Regions from separate parts of the Mus musculus genome. Here region 2 is linked to region 1. Evidence: chromatin contacts called from public HiChIP or PLAC-seq data. All regions are on one chromosome and are shown on one strand. Each heading gives the region's core, a stretch centred on a gene start, on an enhancer-like site or on the middle of the called end of the contact. The rest is flanking DNA. Distances are from core to core; before and after follow the strand shown. Region 1 overlaps Ptpro (protein tyrosine phosphatase, receptor type, O). Region 2 overlaps Eps8 (epidermal growth factor receptor pathway substrate 8).

The links. HiChIP or PLAC-seq counts read pairs in DNA pulled down with a chosen protein or histone mark.
Region 2: a contact with region 1 is called in an H3K27ac HiChIP or PLAC-seq map of heart atrium, with 5 read pairs. The contact joins two enhancer-like sites. A contact is called at or near these places in 2 of 39 promoter capture datasets (both in liver), 7 of 484 Hi-C or Micro-C datasets (bone marrow-derived macrophages, cerebellar granule neurons, cerebellum and 2 more), 2 of 115 datasets of contacts at active chromatin or transcription factors (embryonic stem cells and heart atrium) and 2 of 9 other capture datasets (adipose tissue and liver).

The regions. Positions count from the first base shown.
Region 1 is chr6:137,453,670-137,457,906 of GRCm38.p6, reverse strand. It overlaps Ptpro (protein tyrosine phosphatase, receptor type, O), which reads right to left. Exons shown (of 27, transcript NM_011216.3): 25 at 3,187-3,322. Among named protein-coding and RNA genes, the nearest start is that of Gm52924, 180 kb to the right of the region's middle. Within about 2 kb of position 2,361, at least 63 of the 459 cell types and tissues checked have an H3K27ac peak or open chromatin away from gene starts, as enhancers often do. A contact at or near this core is called in heart atrium, where this site is marked.
Region 2 is chr6:137,610,172-137,614,408 of GRCm38.p6, reverse strand. The region is part of intron 1 of Eps8 (epidermal growth factor receptor pathway substrate 8); the gene reads left to right. Among named protein-coding and RNA genes, the nearest start is that of Eps8, 37 kb to the left of the region's middle. Within about 2 kb of position 1,983, at least 19 of the 459 cell types and tissues checked have an H3K27ac peak or open chromatin away from gene starts, as enhancers often do. A contact at or near this core is called in heart atrium, where this site is marked.

The DNA.
Region 1 (4,237 bases), core at 1,112-3,611:
TTGGCTATTTCAAGGGATAGCAAGGTATGATGGAGTCCAGGAGGTAGGTATGTGGAGAATTATCAGCCAAAAATGAGGAGAAAGATGCTATTCAGCTCTGGGGTTAAGTAGATAAAGACCAGCTCTCCACTGGAAACTGATTTTGTCCTCTTGATTGTCATGTTTGATTGACAAGTGGTAGAAAAGAAAATCATTTCATTCTTTAGTCCTTACTTATTAACTAAGTAAATTAGCAGGCAGCGGGATTTGAATGTGAGTGGGTTGAAGGACAAACATGAGATAAAAGAACTTGTGTTGGAAAATTCAGGTTGGACCAGGGAGCACACAGAAACAAGGAAAAATAAAGCAAGTGAACAAGACGTTCTAGATACAACCGATAAAGCAGACATAAATAAACAACTGGGAAGGTGTCCATCCAGGACTCCCGAGGGAACTCAAGGGTAAAGCTGGGGAGTTGGGAAAGGGAGGAAGCTGAGAGACCCTTGGATTTCCCAGCAAGTTCCTGGAGGGAATAGTGGCCTTTCAAAAGACTGTTTTCATGGAGAAGTCAGCCAGAAATGTTGCTGTAAAGAAGGAAGCCGGACGATTAAAACTGGGGCCAAAAATATGGGAGAGACAAAGCAGAGCCCTGACCGTGCAGGAAGCCCCAGGGGCTGGTCTGCTCTCTGAGATTATCACTCTGAAGACAAACATCGAGGCTGCGGGGGAGCCAGAGGAGCCTTGTGCACAAAGTTTTCAGAAACGGACAAGGATTCTGTGGTTGTGAAAAATCAAAGGTAGCACCAGCCTACAGTCAACATCTTCAAAATTGTAAAGAGGTATCGATTAAGGGGACAAGTTGCATAATTCATCAAACAAGATGCTTAGAACAAGACGTGCTTTGAAGTGTGGGGATTTACACACACCACAAAACAGGTTCTCAGCCTTCCTCACGCTGGGACCCTTTAATACAATCCCTCATGTTGTGATGACTCCCAACCGTAAAATTATCTTTGTTGCTACTTCATAACTATAAGTTTGCTACTGTTATGAATTGTAATGCAAACATTGTGTTTTCTGATGGTCTTCGGCGAACCCTGCGAAAGGGTAGTTCAACAGCCAAAGGCGTAATGGACCCACAGGTTATGAACTGTTATCATGTAAGAATATGTTTTTTAAAGCGTCTATTACATATAAATGTAACGGAGATAGTTTTATTGCATATCAGAATATGTGTTTATGGAAGTAAACAACCAAAACTTCAGGCTGAAATCCAGCCCTCATTCCCTCCCATGACATCTCTCCCTTATCCCCACCAGCACCTCCCCCTTCCGACGTCACATGCTCTGTTTTGTTTTTGTTTGTTTTTGTTTGTTTTCCAGACCCACTGAGGATACTTAATGTTGTCTGTATGTGCATAGATGTGGAATATCTACAGGATTGTGGGTAGTTCCCTAAGCCTTGCATCCCTTTTCTAACTACCTGCTTCTCCCAAAAGGTCAACAGTTGTCCATAGCACCCTAATGCCCACCTCCCTGTATCCGTGCTGGGATTTTGTCCAGCTTGATCTCACTCAGGGTTTGAGCATGCTGTCACTACTGCTATAAGTTCTTATCTCAAGTGCTCTGCTGCGGGAAGAAAACAGTGCTGGCTTAGTGTGATCTGCTGCGCCTGCCTCTTGTGATCTTTCTGTCCCCTCTTTCGGGATGCTCCCCGAGCCTCTAGGGGAAAGGGTGTGGCTATATAACTCCCGTTTATGGCAGGTCACTCTGTAGTCTCTTATTTTCTGTAGTCTTACCAGTTGTGTGTCTCCATGCGAGTTGCCATCTATTGCAAAAAGAAGCTTCTCCTAATGGGAAAACATCCTGCCTGGGTATGCGTCCTAACTGTCATTCAGACGTTTGCTAATGAGTCACTACCTCCAAACTACCGTGCCCTGGGAGCAGCTTGGCAATGAATATGTTTGAATGGTTCTGCCAAGCCTTGCTAAGATGCAGCTGTGGTGATGGGAGTGAGCTGGGGGTAGGAAACCAAAGAGTAAGAAGTCGGTGTTGGAGAGACTCTGCCATTACCCTCCAGGCTATTTGAGTTATACTGACATCTAGTGGTTCTTGAACGAAGCTGCAGGAGGAAGAACAACACGTTAAAGCAGAGAGAAGTCAGGCCTGGCGTTGTTCTAGTCCAGAAGATTCCGCCCCCCACATTCTTCTCCAGGAAAAGCTCTATTGTGCCCTTGAGGCCAGGGAGTACCTAATAGCCCAGTGGTCTGGATTATAGAAAAGCCAGTGTACTCGGGTTTTGGCAGTCACACCGGTGTACTCTGGCTGTTGCTGCGGGGCAGCACAAGGCTGCCTGGAGCTGTCCTTCCAGGCTGAGCACATTCTAAAGCCTCACGGGAAAGAAGGACTTGGGAGACGAGGAGGCAAAGGGGACACTGGTTAATAAGACTGGGGGAATTCTGGGATACACCGCCTGTTCATTTAAGGCATTGGTTCTCAACCTTCCCAATGCTGTGACCCTGTAATACATTCCTCATGTTGTGGTGACCCCCAATCATAATAATTAGTTCATTGCTACTTCATAACTGTAATTTTGCTGCTGTTATGACATGTAATAGAAATATCTGATGTGCCTGACATCTAATCTATAACCCCCAGATGGGCTGCAACCTAGAGATTGAGAACCAGTGATTTAAGTAATAGGGCAGGGGAGGTGGATTGGGGGCTGGCAATCCTGAAAGCCTAGAGAGAGATCACAAATCCAACAACCAAGGGTTATTATCAGAAGTGAGTGAAGACAGAGTCACATGGAGGAACAAGCCCAGTGACAAACTTACTGACCAGTCTGTCATCTCAAGTAGAAATCAAACCACATCTGTCCTACAGTCTTCCTTACCCAGGCTGACTGCTACCTTCAGCGAGCGCCATACTGCTCAAAAGGGGTTGATTCTATTTCAGACACGCCCACGTGCTCCATATTCCTAGAAGGCAGATGAAGCCAGGCAAGTAGTGTGACTATTTACACCACGGCCTTTTGAGAGCTTGCTACCTATTCATTTGGAATGGGGTAGTTTCAAATATGCACAGCAAGAAACTGGGAAAGACAGGTGTAAAGACACTGAGACAGCCCGATTAAAACCAAACGTTGGGTAATAGGATGCTTTCCATCAAGAGCAAACTTAAGCGCACACGTCGATGCTGTTCCTACCTCTGTCTGTACCATTGACATTCGGTATGAGCGCATCTCTGATACCAGCCCTAAGATGTCCACAAATTCATGATCTCGAATGTGTTGCAGGAGCCTGTCCAGGGCAATGAAGGTTCCTGTCCGTCCCACACCCGCACTGCAAAAGAAGGTTCAGATAACACGTAAGTCTCACAGGGCTTCTGCACTGCTGGAAACCAACTGGAGATCTCTAAAGCAGACAGACAGCAATGAAAGGGGGAACCTGTTCTCCCACAGTGCCTTGCACTTAGCTGGGTCCTGAGGATGCTGAGGTGGCTGGTGCTGCTTAGAGGCCACATTTTTTACCATCACATCATTCGCTATAGAGGTAAGGCTTTGCACCATTTCTGCCCTGAGCTCTCTGTTTTTGGAGGAAAGTGAAGACGGTACACTGAGCAGCCCAAGGAGGAGATGGTTCACGCTCCCCTTTAGGCAAGGATGCATATTAACAGCCTTCTGTCTCAGGGGTAGACAGACAGACAGACAGACAGACAGACAGACAGACAGACAGACACACACACACACACACACACGTCATTCCTGGAACCCAGCTCAACCCAGCTCCAAGGTTTAGTTGACAACCCCACTGCCTAACTCCAACTCTGGAGCCTTGAACATTTATTTGCACACAGTCACCTCACCCTCTCAGACAGCCATGGAGAGGCTCTACTCCTCTAGTAGAACCACGTGTCTCTACTGACCCAGCCATGAATGTGCACGAATCTCCCAGCGATCTTTTAAATGACTACCTTGAGGGCGAACTCTTCTTATCCAGTGCCTGAGCCCCAGAGTTAAGGGTGTGGACAGATATGGACTGGTATTGCCAACTCCCTAAAGTTTCCTGTTCTCCGTGTTAAAGTCAGTTCTGCCCTTCTGCCAATCATCCGCAGAGCCAAAGGGCTTCGAACTTTAAATTACACTGACATTTTGGATAAAGAGACAGTTGAGCCAATTTAGATGTGGAATTTGCTAGAAGAAGAAGAAGAAGAAGAAAAAAAAAATCCCAAACTAAAAGCCTTTGAGTTCAGAACCC
Region 2 (4,237 bases), core at 734-3,233, 160 kb before region 1:
GACGGAGCCCAAGGCTGTGACATTGGGAATGAACTGTGGCGTTGGGTACGCAGGAGAGACTGGTTTAAGCACTTTTGGAGCAGAGAATTTAAGAGAAGCTACCACAGCTGTTCAGGTGCCTTCGACATGACAAGTCTTAAATGTCAACAAGGAATGCCTGAATTCCTAAAAACTAGAAAACAATGCATTGACTGAAAGTCCCAGAGGGTCCCCTGTGAGGGCCTCCCTCTCACACACGCCCCTGTAAGCTGCAATTTGCTACAGGGTTTCTTTCGCCTGGCAGCTAGCCACTGGGATCAGGCTGAGCTGACCTCCACAGGCTGATGGACTGTTTTGAGAGCCAGCCAGTGGTGATGGAATGGAGCTGCATCCCCAAGGGCCTAAGGTGCCAGAAGAGGGCAACATCCCTTAGTACTTATAGAGCTTAGCCATCTTGGAACTCTGACTTAACACTGAAAATGGAAAACACTAATACTGATGCATTTTGTTTGATGACGGTTTCTCTCTCTCTCTCTCTCTCTCTCTCTCTCTCTCTCTCTCTCTCTCTCTCTCTCTCCCTCCCTCCCTCCCTCCCTCCCTCCCTCCCTCCCTCCCTTCCTTCCTTCCTTCCTCCTTCCCTCTCTGCCTCCCTCCTTTCCTTCTTTTCTTCCTTACCCCGTCCTCTCTTTCTCCCTCCCTTTATTTATTTTAAAACAAGTTATTATATAGCACAGGCTAGTCTCAGACTTACTGTATAGCCGAGGATAGCTTTGAATTCCCGACTTTCCTCTCTCCCCCTCCCAGGTGTTGAAATTTTAGGCATATGCCTTGGCCTGGCCAACTAATTTCATTTGAAAAATATTTCTCTTTATGTTATGTTTGTGAGTATTTACCTGTATATCTGGGTGTGTAGCACAAGCATGCAATGCCTGTGGAGGCCAGGAGAAGGTATAGGATCCCCTGGGATTGGAGTTAGAGATGGTTGTAAATTGTTACATGGGTGGTGGGAACTGAACCTGGGTCCTCTGGAAGAGCAGGCAAGTGCTTTCAATGGTTGAGTCATCTCTTTAGCCTTCTTTCTATCTATCTATCTATCTATCTATCTATCTATCTATCTATCTATCTATCTATCTATCTCTCATCTGTGTGTCTGTCTGTCTGGCATTTATTTGTGTGTGTGTGTGTGTGTGTGTGTGTTTGTGTGTGTGTGTACAGATAGTGTGGTGTGCATGCAGAGGTCAGAGGACAACTCCATGGAGTTGGTTTTTTTCTCACAGCATTATATGAATCCTGGGGACTGAACTCCAGTCTTCAGGCTTGTTCAGCAAGCACGTTTACCCACTGAGCTATCTCACCAGTTCTTTTTTAGCTATGTCTTGTAGTCGGCTTGCTTGGGATGCATGGTGTAGGTGTTCAGGGAGGGAAGTAAGTACCAGTCGTGGGAAAAGTTATTAGTTGTTTTTGTTGGTGGTAACAAATGTGATCACTGTTGTTTTCTGACATTTTCTAAAGATGTGTGCTGCTTCTAATTCCTCTATGACTAGTTAGCCTGTCTAGCCTTTGCTCAGCTCAGCTACTGAGCAGAGCAGGAGGCAGGAGCATTATTCTGTGACTTACTGTCCTTGAGCCCCTTTCAGGGTTACAATGCTGTAGGGTGGGGGCTTCAGGATTTCTATTCTTGTTCTTCACTCTGCTGCCAAGTTCAGAGTCCTGTCAGTTCCACCTTGCCCTTCATCTGCCTCCTGCTTGGGTTTGGGAGTTTACAGAATATAAATCGTTAAAACCCTTTCCCCCCAAATAGGACAAGTGTCTTAATTGAGGTCAGGCTAACACCTAGAGTGACAGAATCTTCCCCCAGTGCCCCGTTGGCACACAGAGAGAACTCACACAGCCAAAGAATGGTGTGAAACTGTGTCCCCAAAGTGTGTCCACTGGGATAAGGCATATGCCCAGTTGGACGCCCAGGGCAGCAGCTCTCTTGCCAACTTCTGGTGTTCTGTTTGGTCTCAGGCCAGATGGCAACATAGCAGCAGGTGGACCATCAACCCAGGCCTTTCTTCTGCCTCCTCAGGGCTAGGATAAAATGCCCAGCTGTCTCTTCCCTTGTAGGAGTGAGCCTGTGCAATCACTAATTGCCCTTACTGTTACTTAATATTTACATAGCTTTGTTGACATTTGTAACTGTAGTACCACTGATATGGATGTATTTGGATTATAAAGGCTTTGAGTTGCTTGGTTAGAGTAAGTGGAACCCATTTACCAGCAAGTCGGCAAGATGAAAGGGCTTCCTGAGTGGGCATGGAGGAGGTGGACAGACCTGTATTAGACTGAACCAGTAGACTGTGATGGTTAGACACACCCTTACTGAGCCTGTATGAATTAAATAGTCTCTGGACCTGTTATCATGCACCTGTTTCCTGACAGTCATGAGACAGGAGCACACAAAAGGCGCTCCCTTGAGTCTAAATGTATCCCCCAAATCTCATAATTCTTAGATGTTTTTGCTTGGATTATATTATTATTACACTGGATTACACTAACGGTATCTATAGCTGGAATACATTGACTTCTGGTCTCACTGTAGTCAGGGACACACGGAAAGTCATCAAGAAGAAATCCTGCCAAAAGAGCCAAGAATGTTAGTGACACAGGGTTCCTTCATGTAGGTCTTGCATCCCCAAGCAGTAGCTTGGGTTTCTGCGATTTGATATAAGTACCATAAGGCTAAGTGCTCTCAGTAAATGGTGGTGTATCCTGCACATCCCCTTTGTCCCATAATGCAGCCCAAATGACACAGCTTCTGTTGCTGTGCCCTTAGGAAGGTGTTGGCTTTTGCCGTCCCTTCCCGTGGGGTCTTATGAAGAAAGGAGATCCAAATTCTAAAGTATTTAAAGCCACCAGGTGCCAACAAATTCAAAAAACAAAAGTGGGAGAGAGGGCCAAACATTAAGGTTTTGGTAAATGGTTATAATTAGCTAATTATCTCTTCTTCTGCATTAATGTCATTATTAACATCACCACTGCTAAGACCATAATCGCTTGGGTCATCACACTTCTTGTAGCCATGCCTGTGAGCTCCTGACTGTGAGGAGGAAATCACACCTCACTGCTGGGATGCAGGGTTTTCTTCTCTTAGAGAATCTGAAACCTCAGCAATGCTCCTGGCTCCACAGCCGTAAATTGCTTTTCTTTTACTACTGGGAGTATTTAGTTCTTGTTCAAAGTGTCAGACCAGGTTATGGGTCCCACTCCACCTGTGGGGGAATTTTAAATGCCCAATTAAGAGTTTCTTTTCTTTTTTTTTTTTAAGTATGTGTATGCCTGTTTTTTTGTTGTTTTGTTTTTTCTGTGTGTTGATCTGTGTACCATGTACATGTGCATGCAATTTCTGAAGAGGCCAGAACAGGGTTATAACTTCCTGGGCCTGGAGTTGTAAGGTGCCACGTGGGTGCTGGGAATAGAATCTGGGTCCTCTGCAAGACCAACCAGCTCTTGATCCTAATTACTCTTAATTACAGCAAGTTCTTAACTACTGAGCCATTTTGCTCCAGGAGCTTCTGTCTAGATAGTTACAGTGGCTGTTGCTGATTGGTTATTGGCCTCCTGTCTGGATCTGGTTCCTGGGTCTCTGTCTTGTTTACTTGATGGAATTCTGAACTGTACTGTAGACCTAGGCAGGTCACGAATTCTGTCTGTTGACTCTTGGTCTTGGCTTAGAAACCTGCCCAGACTCCCTTAGTTCCTTTTGATTTCCTAGGCTTCGCTACCCACTGCCTCCTTCCCCACCAGACACTTCAGATGGAAGCCCTTGAGCCTCAGTTTCTCCAACAGCCATCTTGTCAGTTAGCATCTGCATATTATCTGAACTGGTATTTAAGTGGAATTTTATGGAGTAACACTGAGGAGGGAGAAGGAAAAAACAAAGCATAAGAGAGATTGGTGTGTGTGAGGTTAATCTTCATTGTCAACTTGATGGGATGCACAATCACCATGGAAACACTCCTGGCTATGTCTATGGAGGTGTTTTCAGAATTTTATCTGATCAGAGAAGACTTCTTAGTCTAGGCTGGGGTCCTAGACTGAATAAAGAAGAGAAGATCAAGCTAAGCACCAGCATTCTTCTCCCTTTGCTTCCTGGCTATGGGTGCAGGGTGTCCCGCTGCCTCCTGCTCTCCCTGCCTTGACTTCCGGCAGTGGTAGACTGTGTCACTTTGAACTGTAAGCTGGAAAGAAATCTTTACATCCTAAGTTGCTTCTT